Regions from separate parts of the Ovis aries genome. Here region 1 is linked to region 2. Evidence: chromatin contacts called from public Hi-C data. All regions are on one chromosome and are shown on one strand. Each heading gives the region's core, a stretch centred on a gene start, on an enhancer-like site or on the middle of the called end of the contact. The rest is flanking DNA. Distances are from core to core; before and after follow the strand shown.

What was found. A called contact is a pair of places that touch in the nucleus more often than the background predicts.
Region 1: a Hi-C map of hypothalamus shows a contact between it and region 2, with 2.0 times the contacts expected there. The contact joins the enhancer-like site here to the promoter of CALM2 in region 2. A contact is called at or near these places in 3 of 16 Hi-C or Micro-C datasets (hypothalamus, omental adipose tissue and tail adipose tissue).

The regions. Positions count from the first base shown.
Region 1 is chr3:77,133,951-77,138,690 of ARS-UI_Ramb_v3.0, forward strand. No RefSeq gene overlaps it. Among named protein-coding and RNA genes, the nearest start is that of CALM2, 77 kb to the right of the region's middle. Within about 2 kb of position 2,916, at least 15 of the 54 cell types and tissues checked have an H3K27ac peak or open chromatin away from gene starts, as enhancers often do. A contact at or near this core is called in hypothalamus, where this site is marked.
Region 2 is chr3:77,209,664-77,214,545 of ARS-UI_Ramb_v3.0, forward strand. It overlaps CALM2 (calmodulin 2), which reads left to right and starts at 3,606. Exons shown (of 6, transcript NM_001009759.1): 1 at 3,606-3,676. The coding sequence starts at 3,674.

The DNA of each region.
Region 1 (4,740 bases), core at 1,666-4,165, 76 kb before region 2:
TCCCAGCTAGGGAGGTTAGTTCAGATACTCTTGGAGATGACCTGTGGACTGACAGCACCCTCAGATAGGGCCAGTGGAAATGTCACCTTCACACAGCAAGTCTTCACACCTGTTCCCTTTGGGGAGCCCTAGGCCTGATCACAGTCTCCAGGAACAGCCCTGCCAAGCAGCTCATCTCATTAGCCTCTGTAGTGGATAGCAAACTGTGAGAGCCTGGAAGTGCTTGGATCCCCTGTAGAAATAGGTTTCTTAGACGCCTGGGCCAGATTAAGTTCCTGGCAGCCTGGTTGGGCTTAAAAACTTTCCAAAACCTTTACTCAATTCAATTAAAATGAGCAAGGATTTACTTAGAGGCTCTGAGTGCCAGTATTAATTCTGGAGACTTCATCACCTCCTCCTATTCCAGTCCATTTTCATATCCCGATAGCAACTGAATTTTCTTAAAACCAGCACTGCATAGTGCCCTGAGGCTTCAGGATAAGATAGACTTGGGTTCAAATTCCTCTGCCAGTCAGTAAATGCATGACACTTACCCTAACTGAGCTTCAGTTTCTCCATCTGTAAAACATCAACCTCAGAGGGCTGTATTTGAGAATTAAATGATATTATGCATGAGTTCAGATCAGGGTCCATCACCTGTAAGGGAGCAATCAGACCAATAAGCAGATAAAACCATAAAGCCTTCCTGCTCCCATAAAACATTCCTTTGCTCAGATACCACCCCTAGGACAAAGTCCTGCCCTCACCCGGCACTCAAGGGCACACACTTCCGTGTAGGGCCACGTTTCCAATGCTTAACAACCACAGGTGGCTTGCGGCTGCCGTCCTGGACAGCACAGAACAGAACATTTCCATCCTTGTAGAAAGTTGGTTGTGCAGCCCTGCTGTAGGTGATACCATAGTTCACTCACTAACCTGAGCCCCTTTCCTTGGTACAGCTTTCAGTGGAGGTATGGGGTAAAAATGATCAGCATGAGAGTCTTAGAAGGTGGGGAATAGGTGCCACTAAGCAGGGAAAAGGAGTAAACAGAGCTCAAGGAACTGAGGTCAGACCACAAGGGTAGTCATCAATATCCTCACTAGCCATGATTTTTCTTTTTCCCCCCATTTTGGCCTTAGCTTCTCTAGGGGTGCCCCGGCGGGGGTTTGGGGCTTTGTGAGCCTCTGTGATTTACTATAGGCGACCTTTCTCTCACCACTTTTTCTTTAAGTGAGCACTCTCTCACCACTTAATTATCCCTACTTCTCTAGCTGCTGGAAGGAGTCAATGATGATTAATACCCTACCCCTGCCCAGGCACACTGGGAGAGTTTACCACATGATAGATCTTTTTTTCACATTTAAATAAGCACTGTACATGAAAATCTGTCTGTCAGAAGGGGTGTGCATGCACTTGTTTTTATTAAAAAAAAAAAAGAAAAATGAACAGATCAGTTTTTTCAAGACTGCGTTACCTTAAAGCGTGTGCTTCTGACACCGTCCCCTGCCCCCTGGCAAAGTTGGGGGAAGGTGGATAAAAGAAAACTGACTGTGAGGTGATCATTTTTGAAGCTGAACTATAATAATATGAAGGTTCATTATATTCTCTCTAGTGTGGCTGGAAAACTTTCATAATAAAACAAGTTTAAAAACCAAGAGCATACTCCCACTAAAAGTTAATGTAACCGAGCAGACCACTTGCTCCCAAATGCCCAAGGAGATCTCTCTCTGTAACACAAGGTGTCCCTGTTCCCATGAGCTGGGGCGAGGGGAGCAGGGAGAGTGGTGAGGGGCAGAGAGTGACTGTTCACCCTGGATGTTTCCATCCTGGTATCTGTTCATTTTACAGGGAACATGAGCCTCTCAGGTGTCTCTAATTCCTGATGAAAGGATCTTTGGGTCCTGCAGTCCTGGCCCTTGGCCAGGTTTTCCAGTTGCTTCTAGGTCTCAACCTCTGAAGGAGCTGCTCCCTCTTGCTGCAGCCCCCCACCTTTCCCACCCTCCTGCAGCCTGCGGGGATCTCATACCTCACTTTCTTCACCCCTCAGGATTCCTTGGTTTGTTTCCCAAGGACTTACTTGTCACTTCCTGAGCCACAGAGGATGTTTCACACAGCTGGACAATCCACCCACTGGGGAATCACTTCCCTGGACCCTTTGCTGTGCCCTATTTTGCTGTTTCAGAAGCTAGTCTGGTATCTCTGGCTACAACCTCAGTTCCAGGCCTAAGCTCTTTTATCTCCTTTATTTCGCATATCACCTACTATACGATTGGGTACCCACGGAGGGAAAATGAACGAATAAATGAATGGGTCTAACAGGCAGTGAGCCCTTGCTTTTTCTACCTGCCACCCTCCACCCCCACTAGGGGCTCTGAACCAAAACAAGAACCATGAAGGATGGTCTTCCATTCTGATTCAACCGGGGCCAGTCACGCCAGGGGAGTGAGCCACCATGATGCTGTTATTCTGTCATTGTGTCCCTCCGCCCATGCTGGTTGGAGAGGGAATGATTTGAGCCTGGGAAGGGTGGTGGCTACTCTGAGTTTCGCCAGAAGGATAGTGAGAGAGAACTAGAAAAGCAGGAGAGAGGAAAGTGGGGGTGAACAGAAATCAGAGAGGTGGGAGTAGGGAGGCTCAGGGAGGAGGTGGGAGAAAGCGAGAAAGGGGCACGAGGGAAGGGAGGGAGAGAACCTAGCCTGGCCCTGCACATCCCCAGCCCTCTGACGCGGCTGTGCTGATATCTCCCGCACTAATTGCTTCAATTAATAATACCGCTCTATAAAATTTCAGCAGCTGAGACCGAGTGAAAGGAAGGATGACATAGTGCATTAATAATGCAGGCAGCCGATCGAGCTGGGCTCCTGGGAGCTCCATTAGGGAGCCCGGCTGTCGTCCCCGCAGCAGCTAACACTTGGACAGGGCGGCCAGCGTCCTTGGGCCGCTGCGGACCGCGGGGCTGAGGAGCCGCAGAGGCGGCGCCAGTGCGCGGGAGGCTGGGGACGGCTTTAGCCTTCTCCGAAACTCCGGAAAGCACCCCTCCCCCATTCTTTGATCCGAACAACTGATGTTTTCTCTATCTTATGTAAGTGCTGCTCAAGGTTTCAAGATCGCTGCCCTAAATCCTACCCCTCCCCCCAACCCCCGCCCAAACTGCCCCTTTCTGGACCTAGCGCTGATTAGCAGCCCCTCCCCCACCTCCACCAGTGAGGGAAATTCCAAGGCAGCTCTTGTGATGGTTTTTGCTTTTGTTTTGAAATCTCTGTCCCATTTTTGATCTTTCATCTCAGTCTTCTCTGCTCTTTGTCTCTGGATTCTTAAGAGCTCTTAGAGCGATGATCTCTCCCAAAACAAAGAACCTGTCATCCAAAACGCATTAGGCTGGTTTCTCTGAAGTTAGCAACAATATCAGCATCACCCAAATCCTCCTTAAGGGTCTGCACGTGCACAGCCCATCCCCCAAACTGTGCCCAGGCCAGTCTGAGCTGTGGAGCCAGGAACAAAGGAGCCAGTGGCAGACGTCCCCATCTGAAGCTGCAGGTTCCTATGCGGTATTATGCTGGTGCAAAGCCAGTTCTTTCCCCATTTGCTTGCAGAAACCAGGCCTGGACCATCCCAAACCCACTAATTAGGGCTTCTCATTCTGGGGTCTAACTGTTAGGGGAAACACTGACTGAAACCACCCACCCTGGCCAGTCACCGTAGTAACCATTAGCGTGAATTATTTTATCACAGGAGGTCTTGGTAAGGAACATGGGACTAACATAGCTACCACCAACCAGAAGAATTCAAGAAAGGTCAAAAGGAGACACGATGTGTCCTCCCACCTCCCTGAATTCTGCTTGCTGGAATCCGTCTTGGCTGAGCAATGTGTGCACCACTAGAAAGGACCCTGAGTCTGAATGATTCGCAACAGACAACCCAGAAACTAACCCATCACCATAAAACCTGAGGCTGCGAGCCACATGGCAGAGCAGTCCTCCAGGGTTCCCTTACAGCCCTGCTCTCTGGCCAGGTGCCCCTTCCTGGGGCAAGGAGTGGGCTGCAGTGAACACTGTTGATTTTTAGCCAGAATTCATCCTCCCATTTATGCATGTCTAACAGATCCTAATTTCTATGGGATATTTACTCCTCCTTTTAAACTCAGTGAGTGGATTGTGGTTGTTCTATGCCAGTCTCAGAATCCTACTCCTCTCACCAGGAGTCAGCCTGGGATTGAACATGTGGCCCAGTTCTGGCCAGTGAGACAAAGGGAGAAATTGCTAGGAAGCTCCTGGGAAAGAGACATGAGAAGGGACAGTTTGTCCTTTTTCAGTGGGATGTTTCCACATCTGGAATTGCTGTGGGCATCCTGTCAGCCAACCTGTCGATGAAACCCACTCAAAGATGGCAGAGTGGGAGGGAAAGGACTCCTTGAGACACTGTGAGCCTGCCCTTCCTCTGAACATGAGCTAGGAAAGATAATAAATTCCCTGCAGTTGAGAATAGTCTGAGCTGAGGATTTTTTGTTACTTGCTGACAAAAACATCATAGCTGACACACTCTCCCTGCTTTAACTGCAGTATTTGCACCATCTGACATGTTTCACATATTGCCCTGTCATCTTTATTATATTGTTGTATTGTTACAACTTTCTCTGTGTTTATGTCTCATCTATGAAGTCTACACCAGCTCTTCCAACCCACGTAGATGTTCTCTGAATTCTTATAGAGCTTCCAAATAGCAGTCAAATCTGTCATCCATTCACATCAGAAATATTTACT
Region 2 (4,882 bases), core at 2,356-4,855:
GGCAGATTCTTTACCATCTGAGCCACCAGGGAAGCCCAAGTTGTTTGCTGCTAAGTCGCTTCAGTCATGTCCGACTCTGTGCGACCCCATAGATGGCAGCCCACGAGGCTCCCCTGTCCCTGGGATTCTCCAGGCAAGAACACTGGAGTGGGTTGCCATTTCCTTCTCCAATGCATGAAAGTGAAAAGTGAAAGTGAAATTGCTCAGTCGTGTCCAACTCTTAGCGACCCCATGGACTGCAGCCTATCAGGCTCCTCCATCCATGGAATTTCTCCAGTCTAAGTTGTTTAAAGCAGGTTAAATTCCACTGAGGCTTTCCAAGTTGGTTCAGATAAGCTAAGAAAGTATTTTGGTCTTGCTGGGCATTCTGGAGGTATTCTGGAGGGAACCTTCTTCTCAATAAGCAGAAAATACCTTGGTTTGCTGAAAATGCTATTCATTAGGTTTTACAAGGTTGTGCTTTTTAACCAGAAAATTATGAAGTCTTATTGTGGCCTAAGAGGATTTTTTTCTGGTTCTACCAACATTCTTGAGGAACTGCAGTTTGAGCATGAATCCCTAGTTTCTTCCTAACTTCCCAGCACTATCTCCTGAAGTGGGCTCATCCTGGTAATGCCTAACCATTGACACTCCTCCACTGTGCCATGTAATTGCTTGCCTTTGTTCTTTCTTTCATCTAAACTTGCTGCTCTATTCCTCCCTGCCTTTTCGCTTTTTCCTGGCCTGACATTATCATGTCAGACTCAATGAAGGAGTCATGTTCTCTGGAAACCCTCTTTGGAAACTCTGTGGTGGGCCAAATCCTCTAAGCCCCCTCTAAGGTAACAATTACATTATTTTCAAATGAGTTTATACGATACGTAAATTATTGCTATTCACTTGTTAAATATTCCAGGTTATACACACCCTTGCTTATTTTGGGTGGGACCAAGAAGGTAATTGTTTTTAAATTGGGTATGGGGAATATATGAAACAAGAATGACAGAATGCTGTAAACCTGAGTGATTGGTACTTTTTTTTGTTATACTTTTCTCTCCATTTGTATATCCCTGGAGAAGTGAATGGCTGCCCACTCCAGTATTCTTGCCTGGAGAACTGACAGAGGAGCCTGGTAGGCTACAGTCCACTTGTATATAGTTTATATCTAAAGTTTTCCAAATTAAAGGTTCAAAAATTAAAAAAAAAATTTTCATGTGTGACAAAACACACGTAAAATTTACCATCATAACCATTTTAAAGTGTAGAGTTCAGTGGTACTAAATACGTAATGTTGTGCTACCATCACCGTCCATCCCCACAACTATTTTCATCTTGTAGAATGGAAACTCTTATCTATACCCATTAAACAATAACTCCTCATTCCCCCTTTCCCTGACAACCATCATTCTACTTTCTGTTTCCGTGATTTTTGAGTATTCCAAATACCTCAAATAAATGGAATCATACAATATATGACTTTTTGTGACTTACCTCACTTAGCATAATGTCCTTGAAGTTCATCCATGTTGTGGCATATTGCAGCATTTTTAAGGCCAAATAATATGCCATTTATGTACAACAGATGTATACCACATTTTGCTTATCCATTCATCCGCTGATGAACACTTGGATCCCTTTTACATTTTAGCTGTCTTGAATAGTGCCATGAACATGGGTGTAACAATATCTCTAAGATCCTGCTTTCAGTTCTTTTGAGTATATACCAAGAAGCACAATTGCTGGATCATATGGTAATTCTATTTTTAATTTTTTAAGGAACTGCCATGTTATTTTCCAAAGCGGCTGTACTGTTTTACATTCCCACCAACAGTGGTTGCCAATTTCAGAGCTAATTTCTATGTGGCTTCAAAAATGTTCATTTAAACCTGAGAGATTAAAGACTCAAAAGGGCAAATTCATTAGGAAACTCAGTATGATCACATATACACAATACGATGGTTTTATTATGGTAACCACTGTGTGCCTATCCTGTACCAGGTACTTCAACGCTTTACCTAGATGGTAATCTTTGCTGCTGCTGCTACTGCTGCTAAGTCGCTTCAGTCGTGTCCGACTCTGTGCGACCCCATAGAGGGCAGCCTACCAGGCTCCTCCGTCCCTGGGATTCTCCAGGTAAGAACACTGGAGTGAGTTGCCATTTCCTTCTCCAATGCATGAAAGTGAAAAGTGAAAGTGAAGTCGTTCAGTCGTGTCCGACTCTTAGCGACCCCGTAGACTGTGGCCCACCAGGCTCCTCGTCCATGGGATTTTCCAGGCAAGTGTTCGAGTGGGGTGCCATTGCCTTCTCCGAGATGATAATCTTTATATGATTCTAATTCTTATAACGTTTCAAGATAGGTATTGTAACCTCCATTTTACAAATGAGGCTAAAGATTAAACGTCTCATCCAAGGTCGTACATCTGACCCAACCAGTACTCATACCCAGGTCTCACTCCAAGCCAGAACCCTATTATTCCACAGTATCAAGGGGCTATTGGAATTTTGTATACTGCGTTTTTTAACCCGCCCTCCCCCGGTAAATTACCCCCATGATGAAGGCAAAGCGAAGTTGCTCAGTCGTGTCTGACTGTGACCCCATGGACTGTAGCCCACCAGGCTCCTCCGTCCATGACTGGAGGGGGTTGCCATTTCCTTCTCCAGGAGATCTTCCCGACCTAGGGATTGAACCCGGGTCTCCCGCATTGTAGGCAGCTGCTTTACTGTCAGCCAGCAAAGGGGAAGTATAAACGGAAGTTCCTTTAGGATTAGCCAGGTGAGCAGCTGCATTCGCCCTTACCAAGATTTTCATGGGCTTTGTGGGCTCAGCTGGTAAAGAATCTGCCTGCAATGCCGGAGACGTGGGTTCGATCCCTGATCAGGGAAGATCCCCTGGAGAAGGAAAAGGATACCCACTCCAGTCTTCTGGCCTGGAGAATTCCATGGGGTCACAAACAGTCGGACACGACTGAGTGATTTTCACTTTTCGCTTTGTGGCGGAGTTACATGGTAAACGTGTGGCCTCCATAAGGCGAATAAACGAGGCTGAGATGAAGAGCGCGGGGTACGGGTTTCACTGGGTCTTTCAGCTTCATTCTTAATCGCTATTTTCGTAGACCCCCCTACAGCGGGGCGGGAAAGCTTTCGTGCAAATGTAGCGAGGAAGGATGGGTGGAGGAGGAAAGCTTTCCAGCCAACCGCAGTTGCCAGGACAGCGCGGCCCGAGCCGCAACGGCAGAAGCTGCACCGCGTCCCGGCAGCGGCTGCGAGCCCCAGTGACGCATTGCAGGTACGAACCGGCCAATCAGAGGAGGCTTCAACGATCATCGCGCTGCGCGTCGTTACTACGATGCTCTTCCGCGCCGCAAAGTAGCGCCTCTCAGGCGCCACTCCACCGGCTCTTCAACGGCTCTCTAGGGAGTGAAACACACTTACGTCATCCGTTCGTCCCCTTCCCTTTATCTTTTGCATCGTCTTTCACATAATTGTGGATAAAAGGGTCTCGAGAGGAGTTGGAGGGGAGGGGGTTGGCCGGGACTCGTTTATGATGTTCCGTTATCTGAAGTGTGGCGGAGGGATCTGGCGGAGGGAGGTGTTTATGAGGCGCTGGGGGCGGAGGGGGAGAATTAGTCCGAGTGGAGCGAGCGAGCTGAGTAGTTGTGTGATTGCGTCCCGGAGACCGGTAACGCTTGCAGCATGGTGAGTGCGTCGCTAAGCTGCGGGCGCTCGGCCTGTAGGGGGTAAGGGGCTGAAGCGAATGGACGAAAGGGAACTAGCCTTTCTCACACTCTCTAGGATTGGTCTTCGCCAGGGGGATGGCGCGCCAGAGGCTGGGGGCGTCCACGGCGGTTATGTCGCAGGTGCTCCCCCACCCCCACTCTCCTCAGGGAGGTGTCCCGTGCTGTACCGGGGGCCAGGCGCACCGCCCCCGGGACCTTGGAGGTCCTCAGAGGCAGGATGAGGATGGAGCCGGGGCGGGGGCAGCCGGGGTAGGCGAGGGTGGAAGGGCGGGAGGAGCGGGAGCGCAGAAGCCTTGGGTCGGGCATCTCAAAAGGTCAGCCAGGGGCCGTATTCAAAAGCTCAACGGACGGTTGGTGCGGGCGCCAGGAAGCGCCTTTGTCCGCGCGCGGCCGCCATGCGCCGAGGGGGCGGGCGGGAGCGCGCGAGGCCCGGGGCGAGCGCCGGCGCCGCCGTTAGCCCGCAGCCCCCGCGTGCTGGGCCGGGAGGGAGCTGGGGGCGCGCGAGCGGGCGGGCGGACTAGCTGAGTGGGCCGAGTCCGCGGGGAGCGGCCGGGGGCGGGGCGGGCTCGGGACCGCGGCCGTCGCTCGCCAGACCCGGCTCGAGCCCCAGCTGCTGCGCTGGCACCTGCAGGACTGCGGAGGTCTGGGCGTCCCGCGGCGCTGCGGGGTCGTCCGGTCGGGCAACGTTTGGGGAGGTCAGCCTCGTCCGATTCCCATCCCCCACCCCACCCCCACCCCCGGCGGCTAGGAGGAAGCTCGGTGAATCCTGATCTTTCTGCTACATATGGGCCTTGAGGCCTAATTCCACTTCCCAGGCTAAATCTAAAAAAAATTTAAGTGGTTTTGTCGTTGAAGGAAATGACTATATCTGAAGTTAAGCGCAGCCTCGCACTGCGCATCTCGTTAGAGAAAGCCAGAGACTCCAGCTGGCGTTTGAAAGGCGTTTTTCTATTCACTCACCGAAAGCCAGCTCGGAGGTGACTCCCGTTCTGTTGCCAAAGTCTGTCTTACCCTCTAGTAACAATCGGAAGGATGCCTTTGACAGGGGCCACAGTCCTCTTTTGAGTGCTCACGTGCACGTTGAAATGTTTAAGATCCGTTAACACTGTATTGCCCCGCACAACACCCTTGAAAATAGCTATTTCCGTAGCGAAAATGCCAGGTC